Linked DNA regions of Zea mays: region 1 is linked to region 2. A link is a contact called in public Hi-C data. All regions are on one chromosome and are shown on one strand. The core of a region is the stretch at or near the end of the contact, and the rest is flanking DNA. Distances in the headings are between cores, read along the strand shown.

What was found. Hi-C and Micro-C count contacts between places; a contact is called where the count stands out from the background.
Region 1: a Hi-C map of root tip shows a contact between it and region 2, with 6 times the contacts expected there. The contact joins the enhancer-like site here to the promoter of LOC103649954 in region 2. A contact is called at or near these places in 11 of 25 Hi-C or Micro-C datasets (bundle sheath, ear, endosperm and 4 more) and 2 of 3 datasets of contacts at active chromatin or transcription factors (leaf and seedling).

What each region holds. Positions count from the first base shown.
Region 1 is chr3:36,042,032-36,046,392 of Zm-B73-REFERENCE-NAM-5.0, reverse strand. No RefSeq gene overlaps it. Among protein-coding and RNA genes, the nearest start is that of LOC103651876, 22 kb to the left of the region's middle. Within about 2 kb of position 1,347, at least 18 of the 20 cell types and tissues checked have an H3K27ac peak or open chromatin away from gene starts, as enhancers often do. A contact at or near this core is called in bundle sheath, ear, endosperm and 5 more, where this site is marked.
Region 2 is chr3:35,991,359-35,995,547 of Zm-B73-REFERENCE-NAM-5.0, reverse strand. LOC103649954 (protein TPR1) reads left to right here and starts at 1,325. Exons shown (of 25, transcript XM_008675649.3): 1 at 1,325-1,765; 2 at 2,822-3,001; 3 at 3,125-3,238; 4 at 3,744-3,902; 5 at 3,995-4,169. The coding sequence starts at 1,686.

The DNA.
Region 1 (4,361 bases), core at 98-2,597, 51 kb before region 2:
CTGAACGTGTCTGGTGCAACACCGAATATCACGGGATTAGAGAGCATGCGTGTAAATCTATACAAATCGCTCTAACGCTCACATAACATGTTCGATGTGGCATCGGATACCATATCAGATTGGGAACTCAAAGAGCATGTAATCTTTACACTTCAAATCAACATGCACCAGACGTATCCGATGCTATGTCGTCTGATGAAAGCATCGAAATACCTAGGTAACAACTAAATGCTTCAGAGGACTTTGATAGAGTAAACTAAATGTTTTATTGTGCCACCTTTTACTCTAATCAACATCGATGCAGAGTTAATTTGTGAGTGTGTAGGATAATTTTAATATGATATTTATTATGAGGGCAAAGTCACGACACGTGTCAGCATTTGGCTAACCTCCTCCTATAGTGGTAGTTTAGGCGTCCGTAGAACCACACATTTATGGCCACATCGCGCTAGATTCTCAGAAAAGCTCGTCAGAAAAAAAAACTAAACCAGGCTCTATGTTGTTTGGCAGCGTAAGAGAAGTTAAAGCGGTCAAATAGACTAGTTTCAAAACTACTCACGTTGTTTTTAAGAATGATTTTAAAAGATGGTTAAATTTTTTTTTAAAAAAAAGCTAGAAGTAGTACGTATCGCCTAAGATGTGCCCCCGCAAGTGGCGCAATAAAGCAAGGGCTCCGGTCGGCGGGCTGATGTCCCGCTCTCAAAGCTCACCGCAGCAGCTGACTGTACCCTCCCGCGGCAGCTCTTGTCGGACGTCCAAAAGGGAATCTCTACGCTTCAGGCGCGTGACCCGTTGTCCGCCCGTCCGTGGCCCTCCCTCCTGCTTCTTCTTTTTTTTTCTCACGCACCGTTCTCTCTCTCTCTCACGGTCTTTTCACCACCCTTCAAGTGCGGTGGCCAGCCAGGCCCGGACCTGGTCGTGTCTCGTGTGTGCCGTGCCCGTTCAACTCTAGCCAGGTCAGGCCAGGCCAGACCCCTGCTACTGGCTTAGGGGCGCTGCTGCTTCGTTCCTGTCGTGTCATGGGTGTCGACCACTCCTCCATCTCCCGTCCACTTCGTCACCGGTCACCCCACCCCCACCCGAAACGAGTTTATTTTATTTCAACAAATATGGGTTTTTCCCGAGAGCACAAAACACGTAATTGACCCTCTCTCTCACTCTGCCTATCTCGTCCCTGTTTCCTCCTCTCGCCGAGGATAGCACGACGAGACGTCCTCGCGTCGGTTCCAGCTCGCCGCTCGCGCGCGCGTCCCGCGAGATGTCCCCGGCCCCGTGGTTTCTAGAGAGATCCAGCACCACCTCTGTGCAGAGGCCGACACGGCTGGCCGGCCCGGGCCCCCCGGGATGGCGCCACAGACCCATCGCTGTCGGCCTCGCTTCTCTCATCTCGTCTCCACCCTCTCGCCCGCTCGCTCGCTCCCTGGCCCGCGTCTCCTTCTCGTGCGTCTGCCCGCCGCGGACGGCGAGACGCGGACGCGATGCCGCGCGGGTTCTCCTGCCTGCGGGGTGGGGGTCGCGCGCTTCGTGCCTCGACCGCGCGCTTCGCTTGCCGTTCGCGTTGCGCGAGTTCTTCTATTTTTTTTTTCGGTAGACGCGACGCAGCCAGCATGAGAGGGACGACGAGGAGATGGGATGGGATGGGATGGGATGGGTTGGACTCGGGGGTAGCTTACGCTTCCTTTCTTGATTGGCGACTTTTCTGTAGGCTCCACATGCCGACCCCTGCTTTTATGGGAGCAGCCGAGCGCAGGAAAAAGATGTGGGCGTTGCCTTTTTATTCTGGGCTGCACCGGCAGGCACACCCGCGCACGAGCTCGCAACTTGCCGAGGAAGCATCTACACATCTACGGCTTGCCTGGCTTATGTAATGCTATGTACCACCTTATCTAATACTATGATGAGTTTTCTTAACAGGTCTTTAGAAATTAATTGAAAAAATATATTAAACAAGCTGTTTATGAAGAGTCCGTCTCTACACAATTTTTCATACATATTGTCTCTTAACTACATTAATAGTACAAGAGCTTAGAGTTATATTATGCAATCTATCAACTGTCTCTTCTATTTGAAAACCCGATCGACCGTCTCATAGTTGTACATGCATAAGGGATGTTTAATTATCCTGAATAAAGTTTAGTCAAGCCACAATGTCTGAATAACAATTATTGTAAGTATTAAAGATAGGTCTTGTTCTTAAAGCCCACTTTTTTTTCTCTCTCTCTAAGTCGTCTTTTCTCTCTCTCAATTGTTGGGTGTGGAACCCGAACCCGAAGCGTTGCACAAACCACACGATTCGAAGGAGTGTGACATGACGGTCACACGATGTTTTGACTGGCATGCCAACTAATGTGCTTAACACGTGTCGAATTATCAGCTCGCATAGCGAAACTGCCCTGCCAAGCATTTTTTGGGAAACATATACCACTTGCAAGACTCTACAAACCTTACGATTGATTTATTATGACATATTTATTTTTAATTTCCAATTTTCATGCAATTGCTAGGCTCCAAGCCCAAAGCGTTGCACACCTCATCGAAAGATGGAGATACACATTATGTATTAGCTGTTGGTTTGTCGGTGTTTCGAGCCAGTTCCGATAAGTAAATTTGTGTGTGTTATGTGGTCTGAATGGTGCGCTCAGTGGGTGCAATATTTATACTGGTTCAGGAAGAACATCCCTACATCGCGCTACCGACACCTGGTTGCTCAATGTTTGTAGTAGGGGTTACAAGCGGGCGAGAGAAGGAGGAGCTCCCAAGTCTCTTATGTGTGGCTAGACCTAAAGTCTACGGGAATGGTGCTCTATGCCAAGCCTTAGACGTCATGGTGGCTCGCTCCTTGGCTTCGGCCTCTGGGTCTTCTGGTCTCGTCATCCTTGTGCATGTATGTATGTGTGTCCCCTTCGTCTTCTATGTTTTGGCGACCTCCTCCTGTTTCTAGGCCAAGGTGGGAGTCGAATACCGGTAGCTTCCCAAGGAAGGAGCTACTCTGTTGTGGTACACTGGGGTGTTCGAACTTGGTAAAGTTATGTTTGTCCGTATGTGCCTCAGTCGTCTAGGCTTCCCTGGTTGCTCTTTATGGCGGGCGACGTGGGTGCCGAAGAGCATCGGCGCCATCATTGACGTCTCTATGTCGCGCCGACCCCTGGCCGTCGTAGCCTAGGTCTCGGTGCGGCCCATCGTGTTGAGGGTCCTGTAGGCGACTAGTGCTCTCAGGCCTAGGCTACCTTGGCTTCGGCCTCTGGGTCTTCTGATCTCGTCGTCCGTGTGCATGTATGTATTCGTGTCCCCTTCGTCCTCTATGTTTTGGCGACCTCCTCCTTTTATAGGCCAAGGTGGGGGTCAAATACCGGTAGCTTCCCAATGAAGGAGCTACTCTGTTGTGGTACACTAGGGTGTTCGACCTTGGTAAAGTTGTTTTTGTCCGTATGTGCCTCGATCATCTACGCTTCCCTGGTCACTCTTTATGGCGGGCGACGTGGGTGCCGAAGAGCATCGGCGCCATCATTGACGTCTCTATGTCGTGCCGACCCCTGGCCAACGTAGCCTAGGTCTCGATGCGGCCCATCGTGTTGAGGGTCCTGTAGGCGACTAGTGCTCTCAGGCCTAGGCTCCCTTGGCTTCAGCCTCTGGGTCTTCTGGTCTCGTCGTCCGTGTGCATGTATGTATGTGTGTCCCCTTCGTCCTCTATGTTTTGGTGACCTCCTCCTTTTTATAGGCCAAGGTGGGGGTCGAATACCGGTAGCTTCCCAAGGAAGGAGCTACTCTATTGTGGTACACTGGGGTGTTCGACCTTGGTAAAGTTGTGTTTGTCTGTATGTGCCTCGGTCGTCTAGGCTTCCCTGGTCGCTCTTTATGGCGGGCGGCGTGGGTGTCGAAGAGCATCGGCGCCATCATTGACGTCTCTATGTCGCGCCGACCCCAGGCCGCCGTAGCCTAGGTCTCGGTGCGGCCCATCGTGTTGAGGGTCCTATAGGCGACTAGTGCTCTCAGGCCTAGGCTCCCTTGGCTTCGGCCTCTGGGTCTTCTGGTCTCATCGTCCGTGTGCATGTATGTATGTGTGTCCCTTTCGTCCTCTATGTTTTGGCGACCTCCTCCTTTTTATAGGCCAAGGTGGGGGTCAAATACCGGTAGCTTCCCAAGGAAGGAGCTACTCTGTTGTGGTACACTGGGGTGTTCGACCATGGTAAAGTTGTGTTTGTCCGTATGTGCCTCGGTCGTCTAGGCTTCCCTGGTCGCTCTTTATGGCGGGCGATGTGGGTGCCGAAGAGCATCGGTGCCATCATTGACGTCTCTATGTCGCGCCGACCCCTGGCCGTCGTAGCCTGGGTCTCGGTGCGGCCCATCGTGTTGAGGGTCCT
Region 2 (4,189 bases), core at 76-2,575:
AAAAGGAAACCGACTTAAAAAGGAAAAGGCTATTCAGACCTCGATAGGTTACTATAGAGTCATTAGTAAATGTAAAGGACATGGGTGTAGTTTTACATGGGCTGCGTCCCATGCCTATAAATAGATGAACAGTGCTCCCGTACTGTTCACGCTGACTTGACATTTGCTTTTGCGTCACACTTGTACTCTTACCTTCTTTCAAGCCGAAGGTACATTTGTAATTTGATATCATTTCCATTTTTCCATAATAATAAAATAGAAATGAGTTGATAACAATACATAATTGTTTATGTTATCTCTTACACTTCATATGATTTCTTCTTTATTATTATATCTTGTGCTTATGAAGGTATGTCCTTCATAACCTTCGTCCGAAAATCATTATGTCCCAAGGGAAATAATGCTTCGAAGGACGAAGGACTTTAACGTTTAACATTTTTTGTGTTGCCTTGTTTTTAACTCATAGCATTTGAGAACAAGTCTCCAACAAGAAGGTTGTTAAAATATGGATTATTTTGGATTTTATAGTTACTATGCACCTGGTTACAAAAATACGTCTATATATATATATATATATATATATATATATATATATATATATATATATAAGTCGTATATGTTAAAAGACAAAACCTCTATAAAGAAGAATAAGAGAGTAATATTTATAATATATAATAAGTACTAAGATATTTTTATAGTAAATATTTATAGTAAACTTAAACATATCAACTTATAGAGAAAAAAGTCTTTACATCACAACATGGACAATTATACCGCACACACAGACAACTGCCTATTGATCCCAGGGCACGTGAACCTGCACTTAGTTAGGACATGTACAATTTTATTAGATGCTTTTTAAAGAGTCTTTAGAGACTTAAGTAAAAAAATAAAGAGGCAAACTCTTCACGTATCTTCACAATTTTTTTATATTTATTGTCTTTTAATTATATTTATGATCCAGAGGTTTAAAACTATGGTATAGTCACTTAGCATCGTGTTGTATTAGAAAATCGTTGTAGTGTCTCTAGGATGTACCTGCCCTCATCTCCTTCAGTCGGTGCCGTGCGCCACTGTTTTCCCACTGGCACGCTGCTGATCCGAGAAGACGCGCGATGGATGTAAACTGCCTTCCTGCAGTCCGCAACCAACCACGCATGGAAACGCAAGCCAGTCTCGTGTCGTCTCGTCTCGGCAGCCCCAGCACCGCCCTTCCCCTGTCTCGCGAGGCGATGTCTCGCGCGCACGTCGCCCTCACAACCGGACGCCAGCTCACGAATATCCATCCGATTTAATCCCAGCCCTTTCGATTCCGCCGCACTCGACCTATCATATAAGTACGTGCAGATATCAATAAGCTTACCCACTTATCAATAAGGACATGTGCTTCTCACAGATAAGCCAGTGCTGGGTGGCGTGGGGAGAGAGAAAAGGGCGAGAGGTCTGCAACGCATCGAAGAAAGCGAGACCATAGCTTCTCTCTCTCCCCCAACCTTCTCTTCCACATCTCCGCTTCTCTCTCGCCTCCGCTTCGCTTCGCGAGAGACGGGCCGACGACGGAACCCTAGGATTCGCGCCCGCCTGAGCGGCCAAGCCACCAGGACCGCGCCCTCCGGACCCGGGGGCGCCAGACAAGCTCCGGGGCGCGCGGATCGACCACTGGCCGGCTTACCGCCGCCGCTGCCATGTCGTCGCTCAGCCGCGAGCTCGTCTTCCTCATCCTGCAGTTCCTCGACGAGGAGAAGTTCAAGGAGACCGTGCACAAGTGCGTACACCCTCCCCTCTCTTTGCGCGGCCGGTGGTTACCTTGGGTTGGTGAGTGGTTGGAGATCAGGCTCCTCTACGCTCTAGGGGATTTGATTTGTCGCGCAGCCTGTTTCCGCTTTTTTTTTTTCTCATGAATCCGGCCAGACGCGGCTCTGTTTTTTTTTAAGTCGTTTCTTTTCCTTTCTGGGATTCGACGAGTTGCTGCTGGAAAAAATAAGTTTTTTCAAGCTTCGTTCGATTTGTTAGGAACCGTGTAATAACATGGAAGTTTGGGGGCTATTTAGGTCAAAAGACATTTTATCCCCCCTCGTGCTTTTCTCCGTGACAGTCGATGTTTTTATTTAATCAGGCCAAAAATCGATTTTCAAGGTCTCAACTTTTTTTATATTCCGGAAAAATTCAGGGGCGCATTTGGAATATAGAGCTTGCATGTGCGGGTCACTACACCCATCGCTGGTTCTTGTGTCCACTGGGCTTCCTCTTCTCTGTCGGTTCACTTAATTTCGTCGAACAAATGAATCTCGTGTTATTAGTTTTATAAATCAATACTCTGTTTGGTGTACTGGCGCTTTGGTCCCCTTGTCGTGTCCTGCGGGTAATAATCAGTAAACGACGCACTAGACGGTAATGTTGCTGGATTACGTCATTTCAACCAGGCAATTGGAACTTGTAGGACGTTCTGTTTTCAATGTGTTCTGCACTCTGCTCTGCTTGCTCCAAATTTTTGCATCGAAGAAAACACACGGTTGGTTAGTCAGAACTGTACTTTGTGGCTTCTGATCTTTTTCACAATAAATGCCATGAACTTGGTTGGTCGTTTAGGATCACTTCCAAGCTCAAATCTTGCATTGTGGTTGGCTGGTTTAAGTGGTTACTCGATATTTTTCAGTTTTGACCATTGGAGTTATGAGCTCTTTAGTGTACCCATTCTGTTGATTGATGAGAAAATTTGACAACTGATGTTGTACCACGTTCTTTTATCCCAGAAATGGAATTGCCTGTGGGCTGATATTCTACTACATGTAATAATTCCCTACTTCACATTGTGTTGTAGGCTTGAGCAAGAGTCAGGGTTCTTCTTCAATATGAAGTACTTCGAGGAGAAGGTCCATGCTGGGGAGTGGGATGAGGTGGAGAGATACTTGTCAGGATTCACCAAGGTAGATGACAATAGGTATTCGATGAAGATCTTCTTTGAGATCAGGAAGCAGAAGTATTTGGAAGCGCTTGATAGGTACTGTTCTTTCATATTTCAAACTTCATTTGAATGAGGAGCTGGGTTTTCGAATTTCGTGCCATTGTTTGGGGAATTGTAAAATTGTACTGACTTTTTTTCTTTTTTCTATGTTCCAAACAGGCATGATAGAGCAAAGGCTGTAGATATTCTTGTCAAGGATCTTAAAGTCTTCTCGACATTCAATGAGGAGTTGTATAAGGAGATAACACAACTTCTCACTCTTGAGAATTTTAGGTTTGTTCCTTTTGCTTTCTAAATCCATGGCATCAGATTGCTGAGAAACCATTAAAATAAATATTTCTTAGAGCCTTGTTACCCCTTAGATCTTTAAGATAAACATTGAAAACGACTCTCCTGTTTGGTGCAATGCAATTAATATATCTTCACTGACAATGAAATAGGACATTTACTAATAGATCATGAACTATTAGGAAGCCATGGCAAGCAGCTGGTACACATACATTAGCTGAGTAGGCCTGCAAGCCGGCAACGGCATAACTCGTTAGCTGCCAGATGCTTATTGCAAATGATAGAGGTTTGTTTAAGATATTCATTTGGTAGCTTTTATGTTATGCTGTATTTTCCTGTAAAAATTATTTTTTAAAATGAAATTTGTTAGTTGCTTAACAATATATTTATTACTATCCTACAGTGTTTTATTCCAAGTATTATAATTCCTTAGCCTGCTGCTTCTGTTTTCAATTTGTAGCTCAAAACTATCAAATAATGTTGCTTGCAGGGAAAATGAACAGTTGTCTAAGTATGGGGATACTAAATCAGCTCGAAGTATTATGCTGGTTGAGCTAAAAAAACTTATTGAAGCAAACCCCCTTTTCCGGGAAAAACTTGTCTTCCCTACTCTTAAGGCATCACGCCTCCGAACTCTAATCAATCAAAGGTTTGAAAGTAATCTAATGCTGTTACTTTAACGGATATTCTGTTTCCATTCCAATATTTTTAGTGTGACTGATTTCCCCCCCAAATGTGCAGCTTGAATTGGCAGCATCAGCTTTGTAAGAACCCTCGTCCAAATCCAGATATCAAAACTTTATTCACCGACCATACATGTTCTCCACCCAATGGAGCTCGTGCATCGCCGGTATCTGTACCACTGGCAGCTGTTCCAAAGGCTGGTGCTGCATATCCACCACTCACAGCTCATACTGTATGTTTGCACTTGATCAT